Regions from separate parts of the Mus musculus genome. Here region 2 is linked to region 1. Evidence: chromatin contacts called from public HiChIP or PLAC-seq data. All regions are on one chromosome and are shown on one strand. Each heading gives the region's core, a stretch centred on a gene start, on an enhancer-like site or on the middle of the called end of the contact. The rest is flanking DNA. Distances are from core to core; before and after follow the strand shown.

Evidence for each region. HiChIP or PLAC-seq counts read pairs in DNA pulled down with a chosen protein or histone mark.
Region 2: an H3K27ac HiChIP or PLAC-seq map of extraembryonic endoderm stem cells shows a contact between it and region 1. The contact joins two enhancer-like sites. A contact is called at or near these places in 9 of 39 promoter capture datasets (3T3-L1-derived adipocytes, the C10 cell line, the HPC-7 cell line and 6 more), 13 of 484 Hi-C or Micro-C datasets (the G1E-ER4 cell line, the MC3T3-E1 cell line, the Patski cell line and 8 more) and 2 of 115 datasets of contacts at active chromatin or transcription factors (craniofacial prominence and extraembryonic endoderm stem cells).

The regions. Positions count from the first base shown.
Region 1 is chr17:78,215,094-78,221,305 of GRCm38.p6, reverse strand. All of the region lies in intron 1 of Crim1 (cysteine rich transmembrane BMP regulator 1 (chordin like)), which reads right to left. Among named protein-coding and RNA genes, the nearest start is that of Crim1, 18 kb to the right of the region's middle. Within about 2 kb of position 2,280, at least 58 of the 459 cell types and tissues checked have an H3K27ac peak or open chromatin away from gene starts, as enhancers often do. A contact at or near this core is called in extraembryonic endoderm stem cells, where this site is marked.
Region 2 is chr17:78,578,066-78,584,277 of GRCm38.p6, reverse strand. It overlaps Vit (vitrin), which reads right to left. Exons shown (of 14, transcript NM_028813.2): 6 at 4,847-4,924. All of the region lies in intron 1 of Gm32573 (a long non-coding RNA gene), which reads left to right. Among named protein-coding and RNA genes, the nearest start is that of Gm32573, 7.1 kb to the left of the region's middle. Within about 2 kb of position 3,592, at least 6 of the 459 cell types and tissues checked have an H3K27ac peak or open chromatin away from gene starts, as enhancers often do. A contact at or near this core is called in extraembryonic endoderm stem cells, where this site is marked.

The sequences.
Region 1 (6,212 bases), core at 1,031-3,530:
TTGTAGTCTAGGTAGATAATAAAGTGCAGCTGATTAAAGATTAACCAAAGGACTGGAGACAATCTACTGAGTCTCATCTTAAAATGGTTTTACAAAGGGATTTCAATAACACGGGCCCCACCCTGAGCTACACCTTAGGAAAGTCCCAGGTTGTCTCTGTCTCAAACCTTTTCTGAATTGTGAGCAGTGTTCTCATATCTCTTTCGTCATCTTAGCAATACAACTTCAGCATACACACTCTGGTGGTGGTACTAAAGGCCAAGTAAAAACTTATACTCCTTTAAGCCAGTATTTTGGTCAAAAAAGTATCTCTTAAGTACTAGTTTGATACACACACACACACACACACACACACACACACACACAAACCTTAGTTGTATACTATGGTCTTAAAGAAGTCTAGATAGGTACTCCATATAACAAGCAGCCTGGCAGTGTTTCTGTTTTATGGAATATCTTGATTGGTATATATCATACACAGTTTACAGAAACATACACTATAGGGGCAACCAAAGTGTTCTATATTCCTCAAATCTAAAGGTAAAAAAATGCAAAACCTCTATATGAAAATTGATCATATGATTTCTGTAGACTATTTCTACAACTGGTTGAATCAAGAGTTCTTCAAATATTGAAAAAAAATTGAAATATTGAAACACATGCCATAAACTGAATAGGCAACCAGTGTCAGAATTGTAGGAACAAGTAGAAAGCCAATAACGATAGAAAATAATGTATTCCTGATAGGATTTCAACAACCAGTCATGACCATGGACCTAATTTGTGCCTGGGTAAAATCTAGGCTTCCATGTTTTATTTTATAAAGTGGTAGAAGTGAGAGATTGTCTGAAATACATAAAATCTACAGTAGATATGATATATGTAGACTACACATGTTGCAAAATCAATGTGAAGTTAGTATCTAGCTCCCTATTTAGTACTGACTTATATTTATTAACCATACTCAAGAAGCATATGTAATTCGCTTAGATGCTATCCCACTCCTCCCTCCCCGCCGAAAGGCAATGAACTCAAGCATCTCTCTCAGTGGGCTGGCAAGTTGCACAAAGCCTACAATCATTAGTTAGCTCTATAGCTTGCCCTAAGAGTCACTGCAGCCCCATTGGAACAGAACAGACAGCAATCAAGAGCTAAATTATGCCCTGAGCAGAGACACAAAGGGCACATCCTAAGTGCTAAGTGGCTAATCCTTAGCTGGGGAGAAGGCACAACTCTAGTCATCTGCTTGCAGAGCTTAGGCACTCGGAAGACCTTCTGATCAGCTCACTTTGGAGGGACTTTTTCATGCTTGCTTTCTATACAGCCCAGAAAGGAAAGTGGGCAAAGAGACAAAGGAGAAGGCTGTAGTCAGCTCAGTGCAACCACTTGACTTACATTAAATATAATAGTGAGGGAGACCATGTAACAAGACAGGAGTATGTACCCACAAACCCGAAAGAAATAGGATACACGATGCATAAAGAAATACTAAATACATAAAAGAAGACTAGAAAGAAACATATAAAATCATGAAGCTGGTCCTGTGTATTTGTGTGTGTGTATGTATTTTCTTAAGAAAAGTATTTTAGATAGCTTTCCCATCGTGCTATGTTTATAATAGTTTCTTTTAAAATGACAGCATCAGGCCTGATATTTGGCCCCAGCACACACAACTGGCGATGGGAAATAAGATGTTCAGAACTGCAACTACAAAGGGACCGTGAATGAGCTATAGGCTTCTTTTTACAAACAACATATGAACCTTATCACCAGGAATCTTTTGAGCCGCACAAGTTTTAAGGAATTTCTTTATCAATGCGTTTGGATAGGCTACCATTGTTGACACCCTGGTCAGCGCCTTAGCAACCATCAACCTCATTGAAAGCCCAGGAACTTCAGAAGATACAAGCTACGTGCAGCTTCATGCATGCTGAACGATCTACGTGTATTTATCACTACACACCAATGATGGCCAGAGACAGTAGGACAACTCTCGATAGTCACAAGGACTTGACAAAAAGAAGTTATTGTCAGGACAAAGCCCAGAACCCTGTGAGGAACCTTCCTGCACATGTGCAAATTGCACTTATGGATGCTCGTATATGAATATGCACACGTAACGGAATCTACAACATATGTACAGTTGTCCACTGTAGTGACCCATTTCCTCCTATAAAGAACGACAGAGAATGTCTGTTTCCACAGGTGCAGACTCATGAACACCCTCCTCCTACCACCGTGCCAGGCCACAGATCACTCTGGTAGATAGAGTCTTAAGACTCTATCCTCGGTCGCTGGTATCTTCCTGTCTTTCTCCCTGCCCCCAGCAGCACCCCAGTTTGCCTGGACTGCCCCGACCACATCACTTTTCTCAAGTGCTATCTCTGGGTTCAAATGTAGACATGATAAGCTTGTCAAAAGCCAGCTCAAACAACTGACCCCTTCCAGTAGCTTTGAGGGGGTTCTTTTCAGGACTCACAGAGCCTCCTTCTGCACTTTCTGGTTATACTTCAGAGTCACTCCTCCAGTTTTCTCCTCCCATAAGTCTTTCTCAGTTACAAGGACTGTTTGCTTTGGCTTGCAGTCTAGTGGGCACGCCCTCTTCAAGTATGCTTCCCGGCCCTCAGGCTCCATTCATTGATTTTGCTGAAGTCCAAGGGTAAGTATGTTTTCCAGCAAGTATAGTTCAGGGTCCTTCCCCAGCCTTGTGAGTTGACTATGAAATCACAGGTCTAAGAACAGATATCCCAGAGGGCCAATGTTTGCCATCAAGGCAAATGCTCCTCCTGCTGCTAAAGGTCTTTGAAAAGAGAGTACCCAAAGAGGGAGAGACTGGTTCCTGAAGCCTAGAGGCTGATTCTTATTTAAACCTCCAATGCTTCCTACAGAGTTACCAGATCAGGGGATGGCGAAGCGACATGACTTTACTTAGAAATCTCCATGTTTTATTGCCAACTATGGACTGTGGACAACCCAAATAACTTAGCCATCTCTTCCAAGGTTCCCTCTTCCCAGTTCCAAAAGCCTTTCTCGACAACAGCAGGCGATAGACCTGAAATGGGTGACTGAGTGGGAAAGCCACTCTGGGATGAGCAGCTCCAATGTGAGAATGACTGGAACACTGTAGCAGAGACATCCAAACCATCAACGTGCTCTAAGAAAATGGGGCTCCCTAGGCACGTTTACTTTAATGATTTAACTATGTGTGAGGGATGCAAATCTAGTTCAGGGCTAGAGTGATTGGAGCACAAGGCCCCTGCCTGGGCTTGGCCCCAGCACTGGCTGGACCACGCTCTTGTAGTCAGGGTAAGGTTATACGTGTCTGTGACTTGACTCCCTGTACTTTATCTTGTTCAAATCTGTCTTCCTCAGCAGCCGAGAAACTTAGTCTAATTTGTGCCTGTGTCCTTAAGTATCTAATGTCACTCTCTCTTAATTTGTAAATCACTTTAAGACCTTTAGAAAAAAAAAAAACAAACAAAAAGTTCATGACTAGTGTTGAAGAAAAAACAACTCCTGCCACTAAATACACCAAGTTCAGGCTCCTGCCACTAATCACCAGCAATCCCTCAGTCCCTAAAACTACAGGGTTTGGTGTGAATCCAAACGGGATTGCGCTTCCCCAGGCTCCTTCTATGGCATTCTGGTGGGCGTCCTGCTAAAGCCCCGTGAGGCACTGTCACTATGCAGTCACAGAAGGCCACCCTCCCTCCTGCTGTTGGTTTAGGATTTCCCTCCTCAGAGGATCCTAAGCACCTCAGGACATTGCCAGGTCCACGGACTTCACTAAGACCCAACATCCAGGGCATCCCAGCTGAGCGCAATTCCCTCCCACTTAGCTGAAATGACTCACAGAAGGTGCCAGCAAATTTTGGATTTGCTGAGACTCCAGAACTCTGTCCACTGACAGTGTTCGTGTGGCTATCGGACTTGTGTTCTTCAAGTTGTTCATAATCATTTCCCAGTTGTTTATCAGAGGCTGGTCATCATACATGTACAGTGCATCAGATCCCTGGCCATTAGGTAAAGGCAAGCACTTATAATGTTCTTATAAGGACAGTTCTTACAAGTAGGTGAGGGGCCTGCTCATGAAAGAGGACATTCTGACGAAAAACTGAAAAGAAAAGTCATAATGAGTAATTTTTAAAAAAAAAAATGCTTTAAAATACTTGCAAAGATAAATACAGCTGAATTCAACTCATTATGCAAATGCTACCAAAAACATTAAGACCTGCTGAGGCAGACAGGTTAAAAACCCACCTGTGTGTCCTTCTGGGATGACAGGATTTCTCATAGGGGCTCTGGGTACAGATAAGCAAGTGTCTCTCATTTCAGTTTCCACAATACAGACCGAACAGTTGAGACGGAAAAGTTTTGTCTAATATCTTGGATGACCTTGAGTCTAGATTTAGTCAACAAATGCTCATTGAGTTCTTCCTGTGTGCCAAGTGCCAGAATAACACACCATCCTGGCACTCGAGTGGATCACAACCAGGCAGGGAGGAAGGCAGAAATGTGAACTCTAAGAGACTATGAAAGGCCCAATGAAGGGCAGGGGAAAGGGCTATTTATGGGCACCCAGGAGGAGGGGGTGGCATTACTTTTTCCTGGGCAGGACAGGAAGGCTTCACAAAGAAAAGCGGAGGGCCTGAGGGACAAGAGCACATCTGAGAAGCCAGGCAGGCAGCTTTAGGGACTCTGAAAAGTGACACCACACCCAGTTTCCAGTTCCTGGCCTCGCTGCTAGATCTGGTGGTGCAGGGTCACAACAAATGTATTGAGCACATTTCCTAGTTTCTGGTTTTTCCAAGGGTCTTTGCCCAGGATTGAAAGCAGGTTGGAAAACCTAAAACTTTAGGAGCAAGACGCTTGAATCTTTTAATTCAGCACCAATTTTTCTCCCTTACCTGTGGCCTTTCCTATAAAACTATGCAAATTACCACCCCCTATGGGAAGTGTAAGGATTATTACACTAAGATTAGAAACAATCGTAATGATTATGCGTATGAGATTCACCCCTCTAACATAAAAATACTGCCTCTTCTTCCCTTCCTGTATGCCACGCCACCCCTCTCTTTTTACTTCCTAATATCTCCTAGTTTTCCATTCTCTCAAGAAACATTATCACCCAGGCATTATTTTTACCCAAGGGCATGCGCTTACATATTCACAGACAATTTAAAAAATATAATCCACGGGCTATTTTCGTTGCCAAATGCAGCTGCAATTATGTATTTCTCTTGGACGTGTTTTATGTTATTAAAACTTGTAAATACTTTATCTCCCTCAAGTTTTCCAGCTCTCTGCTGGCAGACTCTTTTCTTTTTTCCTCTGTCTTTCTAAGGGTCTAATATAATTTTCTGAATAGAGAATCAATAAACTTGGTTGCTGAGGCCTCACCTTTTCCCAGTTTAGTCTTTGAAAATAATATAATCTCTTTCCGGAAAAAAAACAAAAAACAAAAAACAAACAAACAAAAAACCACCTTTGGCTTCTCATGGTTTGTTTATTTCCCTACAGATGTCTGCCATTTCTCACCCTAAATTTCTGTGTTTTCTTTTGGCTCTCACATCTAAAATTCCTTTAAAAGGTCAAGCAACTGTGTTTAATGACAGCCTGTTATAAAGCATCATTGCTCTTAAAGATAAAACTTGTCTCAATCACCAGGAAATAAATGTCAGTAAAGAGTCCTAACCTCTACTTGGTTCCTCATCCATATTTCAATTAAACAGACAGTTCCAAAGCAAAAGCGCTGCAATTAGAACCGTTCTATGTTCAAATACAATAAATAAAACAGGGCCTGGGAGATGGTTCAGTCGCTAGAGTGGTTGTCACACAAGCATGAGAATCTGAGTTCAAATCTCCCACACTCATGTCAAAGTTGGGCATGTGCCATCTCAAACCTCAGTCCTGAGGGGGGCGGGGGTCAAGGTAGGGCAGGGGGAGGTGGAGACAGAAGAATTCTTGGAGCTCACTGGTGGGCTATTCTGACAAAATTAGTGAGCTTTCAGCACAGCTTAAGTCTCAGTTTCAAAAAAATAAGACAGCAGCTGCATAAGACGTCCAGCGCCAACCAGTAGTACACACTCCCAATAAAGCAAGGAAAACCTTCAGGAGGCAACTCCTTTGGGTTGATGGTCTACAGAGAGGCAAAACACTCAGCGTGCTAGCCCAGAGTTGTTTTCAGCAAACCGGCAGTAGCAACATAGAGC
Region 2 (6,212 bases), core at 2,343-4,842, 360 kb before region 1:
ACATTGGGAGGTGGTACCAAGAAGAACTGCTTGTAGATTTCAATTGACAGGATCAGGATCCACATATTCATATAAACTATCGGGCAAGTATAGCCTTACTTTCAAATCATTAATTCATCCACAATTCAACTTTCACTAGAACATCTTCCTATCATAAACTTACTGCAGTTCAAAAATCACAATTATCTTTTTCTTACTCCATTGGCCAGATCCTACTAGGCTCTTGACTACCCCAGTCATCTCTGTTTGTGAATATTCATTTTCAAGAGAGCCAGAGATTAACTCTCACAAGGGGAGCCAATGACCCTGGACTCAGCTGCTTTCAGATGCTTGGTCAATTTACTCAAGAGTCGTGCGTCTCTGTCTATGTTTTTGTTCATTCTCTGTCGTTCATTTGAACCATCTTTATTCTGGAGGAAGAGGACACTACTGTCCCTAACCTAATTCTCCAGGTTCCTTACAGAATGTCACACTCTTGGTTCACTCTGAGCAATCTGACATAATACCCTGTTGAATGGTTTCTGCCGGCGGTGTCAGATAGATGGAATATTTTTTTTCCTCTCAGAAGCTTTCCCCCCAAACTCTCATTGCATGATTCATCTGGGCATAGCCAAGAGCAGCTTCCCCAGCAGCTACCTCTCCATAGCAGCAGATGGAGCCCCAGGCCTCCTACACCTGACAGCTCCATGGAGTTCAGCTCAGGGGGTTACTAATGCAGCCACCAGGAATTGCTTCCCCAGAAGCTTGTCTCAGACAGGTCCGTTTTTGATCTAAGAACTGCAGCCCAAGCCAGGCTGAGCTCCTAGCCCTCCCGACCCTTGCCAGTCTTGCTTCTAAAGCTAACCTAACCTGTCTTCTATGAACGGGGACCGTCATGCCTACTTGGTGGGGCTGCTGCCATGATTTGGATAAAGTGTACAAGTCCCCCACTCTGTGCATTGTGCATGTAGGGATCCAGTAAATGGTCAGAGTTGACATTTGACATGATGCTATGTATGCATGCTATGTATGCCTTCCCCCTCTGCAGGGAACAGCAGTGTGCCTTGTAGCTGTGACAAGGACAGAGCCAAGGTGCCCATAGGTCTGAGTGTTGGTTCTTCTCACCAATAACTCACTCTGAGCCTTAGGGCTGTACCCTAGGGCAGGAGGTCTAAGATCCACTGCCTGTCCACTGTATTCTGCCACTTTGGAGGATTTTTACATCAACATTCCTGGCGAAGATTGTCACAGTCCTTCCTGGAAGTGGACACAAATTTTCCTATGTTAAGCTAAGGGACAGGCTTTTCAAGAGGTCAGGCAGTATTCTCAGTTACAAGGATGAACAGAAGTAGAGATGAGGTTTGAACTCAAGGGCGGTTGACTGCAAACCCACCCTCTTTTTGTCCACAAGAAGGGAAGAAAGTGAAAGATGGACCTTGGTCTCTTTGTCACATAAGAATTCCTGTACATATCTCAAGATCTCTGGCGATCTCATCGAAGCTTACTGTCAGAGGTGGTGACAGTACACACTGTATGTGTGTGTGTGTGTGTGTGTGTGTGTGTGTGTGTGTTGTGCTGGATATGGGCAGTGAGGGCAGGAGATGCCTGGGAGGTAAAACTTACTGCAGTAAGAACCAGTCTTGCCTCCTGCAGGGTAGGGCTTAGCAAACTGCCCAGGGGAGGCAGGAGGGCACTTTCCTGGCACTCCCTCTGTAGCAGATTTCCTCAGCCTTCTTTGATGCCAGGAATGTGCCTCCCCAGTTTTTTTTTTCAGGCATTTATGCAAATCAACACTTACCTGTGTTTATTCTGCTCAGAGCAAAAGGAAGGCAGTAGCCAAGTAGCAGCTGCCTGCTTAATAGATGCTAACAGCCTGGGAGAGACAGCCTTCACATTTCAGGTAATATCTGTCCCCAGCGTGAGCCCTGCTAGGCAAATCAGATACCTACCAGGGTTCAAGCGAGATAATTTGCCACTTAAGACCTTGGCTATGCTTTTGGGAGTCATCCTAACCTGATTTACCAGTTAACTCATTCTTTGGGAACCTAGGAAACATTGTATGCAGCGTGCTGAGACCTGAGCCACAGTTGGCCTAATCTACTTCTTTTCTCTTTTGCTCACTAAAGGATTTCTTTCTTTTTACTTAGCAACGAGGCCATTCTTTCATAGCTCTCACTGGAATATCATGTATAAATTAGTAAGAACTTGCCCCGTGTGGACACGTCCTTTAAAGACAGAATGAGACCCCACACATCCCTTTGATATTGGCATGCGCATTATTTAGCTTGGGTCTGGCCCACAGAAGGGCCTCAGTACCTGTGAGCGGATGGATGGATGAAGAAGAAATGTGCAAGGACAAGTGTGAATGTTCTAGAAATAAGGAACAGACAATAACACCTGGTGATATGTCCCAGGAGGTTGAGGAGGTATGGTAATGGGGACAGGTGACAACAGCAATGGCTGTGTTTTAACACTGGGACTTTTGCATACTTTATAGATTTAAGTTGAGGTGGGAGGGGCACAAATACCCCATGACTCACCACACTACAGATACTACATAGGCATATAGACAAGGGTTTGGTGTGTGAAGGCAATTCAGTTCTGCCAAGGCTGGTGTAGATAAGGGGAGCTTTGGACCGGCCTCTACTACCTGGGGCTTCAAAATCTGAAGCAGCATCTCTTACCTACCCTGGTTCCCTGCTCTCTTCTCACAACAGTTACCTGGTTTAGGATGCCGCAACCCATCAGCCTCTAAGGAACCACTTATAGCCAATCACACCCTTGGGCAAGTGGCTAAACTCTTCTTTATCTGAAACCTGGAAGATACTGCCTCAGGCTCTTGCAGTTCAGAGATCTGGCACAGAGAGGAGTCAGAGCTGTGGTCATTGGATGTTGTGTGCCCCCGCCCCCCTTTTGTGCATCCTCAGCTTTTAGGTTTGGATTGAGGGATGAAGCCAGAGGACCTGAAAACTACTTTGTATGCCAGATAATTTGTCTGAGCTTTCCATGCTGGCGACCATTCCAGGTTAATCTGCACGGTGACCACACCCAAGTCTCCCCAGGCAGTGAGCTGGAAGAAAAGGACCAAGAAAAAAACATAGGGAGAGGCCAGGAGCCATGCTTGTGTGGGGTTGCTTAGGTGACAGTGTGTGTCCTTCTTTCCTCCTGTCTCCCCAAGCCTCAAGAACTGGTAAAGATGGCCGACCCATTTCCTGCCAGTCTTTCTGAGGTAGAACAGTCACAGGTATATCCTAGACCTGTGGAGAGGATTTTGCAGAGGCACTAGGGTAGTATTCTGGAAGGCTAGAGGCACTTTCCCCTCAGAATAAAAAGGGAGAGAGGGTCTTGCTCGACACATGTATCTGAAGTCAGAGGCTTACTTGGCTCTGGCAACTCTCTACACGTGAGATCTCTGAGGTCATCAGTGCCATTAAGACACCCCAGGGCCAAAGACCCTCAACAGCTACAGGCAGAGTGAGAAAGAGGGTAACCTCACCTCAGACTCAGGACTGCCTCAGGGCAGTCCAGAGAGAAAGAAGCCCAGGGTTCTGAGTGCAGAGACTGCTGGTTCCTGGGCTGGTATGCCAGGAATGGCAGAAAGGGATGGGGACAGGACGATAGTAGCCGCGATAAAACAGAAAGCAGTTATCTACACAATTCACCTATTCAGAAATCACCATAGGGGCAGAGGAGGTAAACTTGGGCGAAGTAGAAACTATCAGGAGGCTTTGCCACTCCTTCTTTGTGTCCTCACCAAAAGAAGACAGGGCTGATCTCAGATCTGATTCTTAAGGTGAGGAACAGGACAGCTATGTGCTTGCAACTCAGTAAGTATGTCACGATCACATCTGTGATCAAAGTGTCACTGAAGGTATAGGTGAAGCATTGACAAGCTGTCAACCCAACAACAAGTATGCTTGTAAAGGCTCGTCGGGTATAGCATAGTCACTTAGAGAGCGGTGTTTGGAGCCACACTGTCTGTGTCTGACTCTCGGCTTCGCTACTTCCTTGCTGTTTGTCAGCAAAAATTTACACAACTTCTCTAAGCTGTGTTTTCTGCAAAACTGTGCCTTAGGGCGAAGAACAGGGCATCTTGGTAGTAATTTGGCCTGACTAAAAAAAACTACTTATCTTGTCACAGTGGCTCACACACAGCAAATATTTAAGAAACGCCAGCTCTTGAAATTCCAGAGCTATGTCCAGCCTACATCCATGAGCAGAACATGAACCAAGTCCACTCACCGCCATGTTTCTGGAATGCCAAGCTCCGTGAGAGAGCAACTGTGTGAGAAATCAAAGCACCTCTTAAGAGAACACCAGGGAGGGCACTGTTCTGGATTTAGCATGGAAACTTGGGAAGAGGAATTTCTTAGTCTCTGCCCTCCCGAGGAGGCTGCCTTGGCTAAGCCCCAGAGATGTGTGTTTTGCACTGATTCAGATTCATTGCTTTGATTGCTTGCTGTTAGTGGATAAGGCTCACCGTCCCCTCTCCTTCCTGCCCTCCCTTTGCTTTATGGCCAAGCAGAGGCATCCTTTTCCCTTTTAGTTGCCGGGAAACGCTTCTAGGCATAAGGTCTGATCACGGTCTAAAGTAACAATACCATAAAATTCAAGGCCACAGTCATACCGAATGGAAACGACACAAATACAGACAATATCGAATCGTGAGAACAACAACAGGAAAACATCCCACTCCCAAGCCACGCTGTCTGATCGCATCGATTGAGGTGCCAGGTTCCTGGCATTGATTAAAGAAAGCAACATGAAGGTCAGCGGAGCTTGACTGGGTAAGATGTTATTTTCCATATCATCTTCTAGAATGCAACATTGCGTGCTCATCTTGGATGAAATAACACATGGCACTTGCCTGCTTTAGCAGCTGCAGTTTTCGATGATGAATATGTAAGAGTCGATGGGTAGGCTACACCCTTTTGGGGCTTACTTTCTGCAAAAGAAAAAAAGAAAGGAAGAAAGGAAGAAAGGAAGAAAGGAAGAAAGAAAGAAAGAAAGAAAGAAAGAAAGAAAGAAAGAAAGAAAGAAAGAGAGAAAGAGAGAAAGAAAGAAAGAAAAATTTATTTCTGGGGTTTTCAAATCTCTCAGCTACGATAAGTTGGATCATCTCTAATTTATTCCTCTCGAGTTCGCTAACATCTGTCGCCCTTGCACGGGGTCGATTACAATAAGAAAGTCAAGTGGCATTTTGTTTTCCCGCGGAACACGTTTTTATTAATAATAGAATGGAAGTAATAAAACCCCCATGACTCAGAGCTGCCTAACATTCGCAGTTTCTTATTTTGCTCCTGAAGATGCATGCGGCACGTAAGCTGAGTGGTTTTCCACCCACACGGCGTTGAGTGCTCAATTACAATGGTAGATGGATGGGAAACACTGTACTACGCCCCTTTTAGGTCTTGGGCTGTCTGTCTGTGGGTGCAGAGCTACCTCTCAGTTCCTCAAACCCCGTGGGACCTGTTAGAAATCCAGAGCTTCACGAAAGCTTGAAAGTAGTTGTATGTAGGTCCTCCTTGAAAATAACCCTTGGTGGTCACTTGGGGAGAGACATTGGATGCAAGGCAAGGACACAATAGAAGACCAGAGCTGGATCATCGACGATCCAGCAGAGTTGTAAGTAGTCATCCATCTTGGGTTGACTGAGATTGCCCTGGAAGGCTATTTCCTGTGAAGCCATCTAATTTCCAAGAGATGCTAAACTCTGGACTTTGTTCTACAAAATTGAAAGTGCCAATGGAATGCAGGTAGTCTCCTCCCTGCCCCGGGAAATCTTCATTCGTCTGTGCATAGCTGCGATGATCCCAGGGCCATGAGCAGTGAGTGCCTCATGTAGTTATGAGGAAATAGCTTTAAAGATTTCCTCTGTTCTCTCTCTCTCTCTCTCTCTCTCTCTCTCTCTCTCTCTCTCTCTCTCTCTCTCTCTCTCTTCCTCTCCCTCCCTCTCTCTCTCTCTCTCTTCCTCTCCCTCTCCCTCTCCCTCTCCCTCTCCCTCTCCCTCTCTCTCTCTCTCTCTGTCTCTCTCTCTGTCTCTCTCTCTGTAGAGGCCAGAAGAAGGGTTAGGATCTCCTGGAGCTAAAGTCACAGGCATTAATAAGCCCTTTAACGGGGTGCTAGGAACCCAAACACCAGTCCTTTGCAAGAGCATCAAGTGCTCTTAACCGCTGGATGCATCTCTCCAGCCCCGTGAGGGACAGCTCAGTGCTTAGCCCCTTGCTACACTC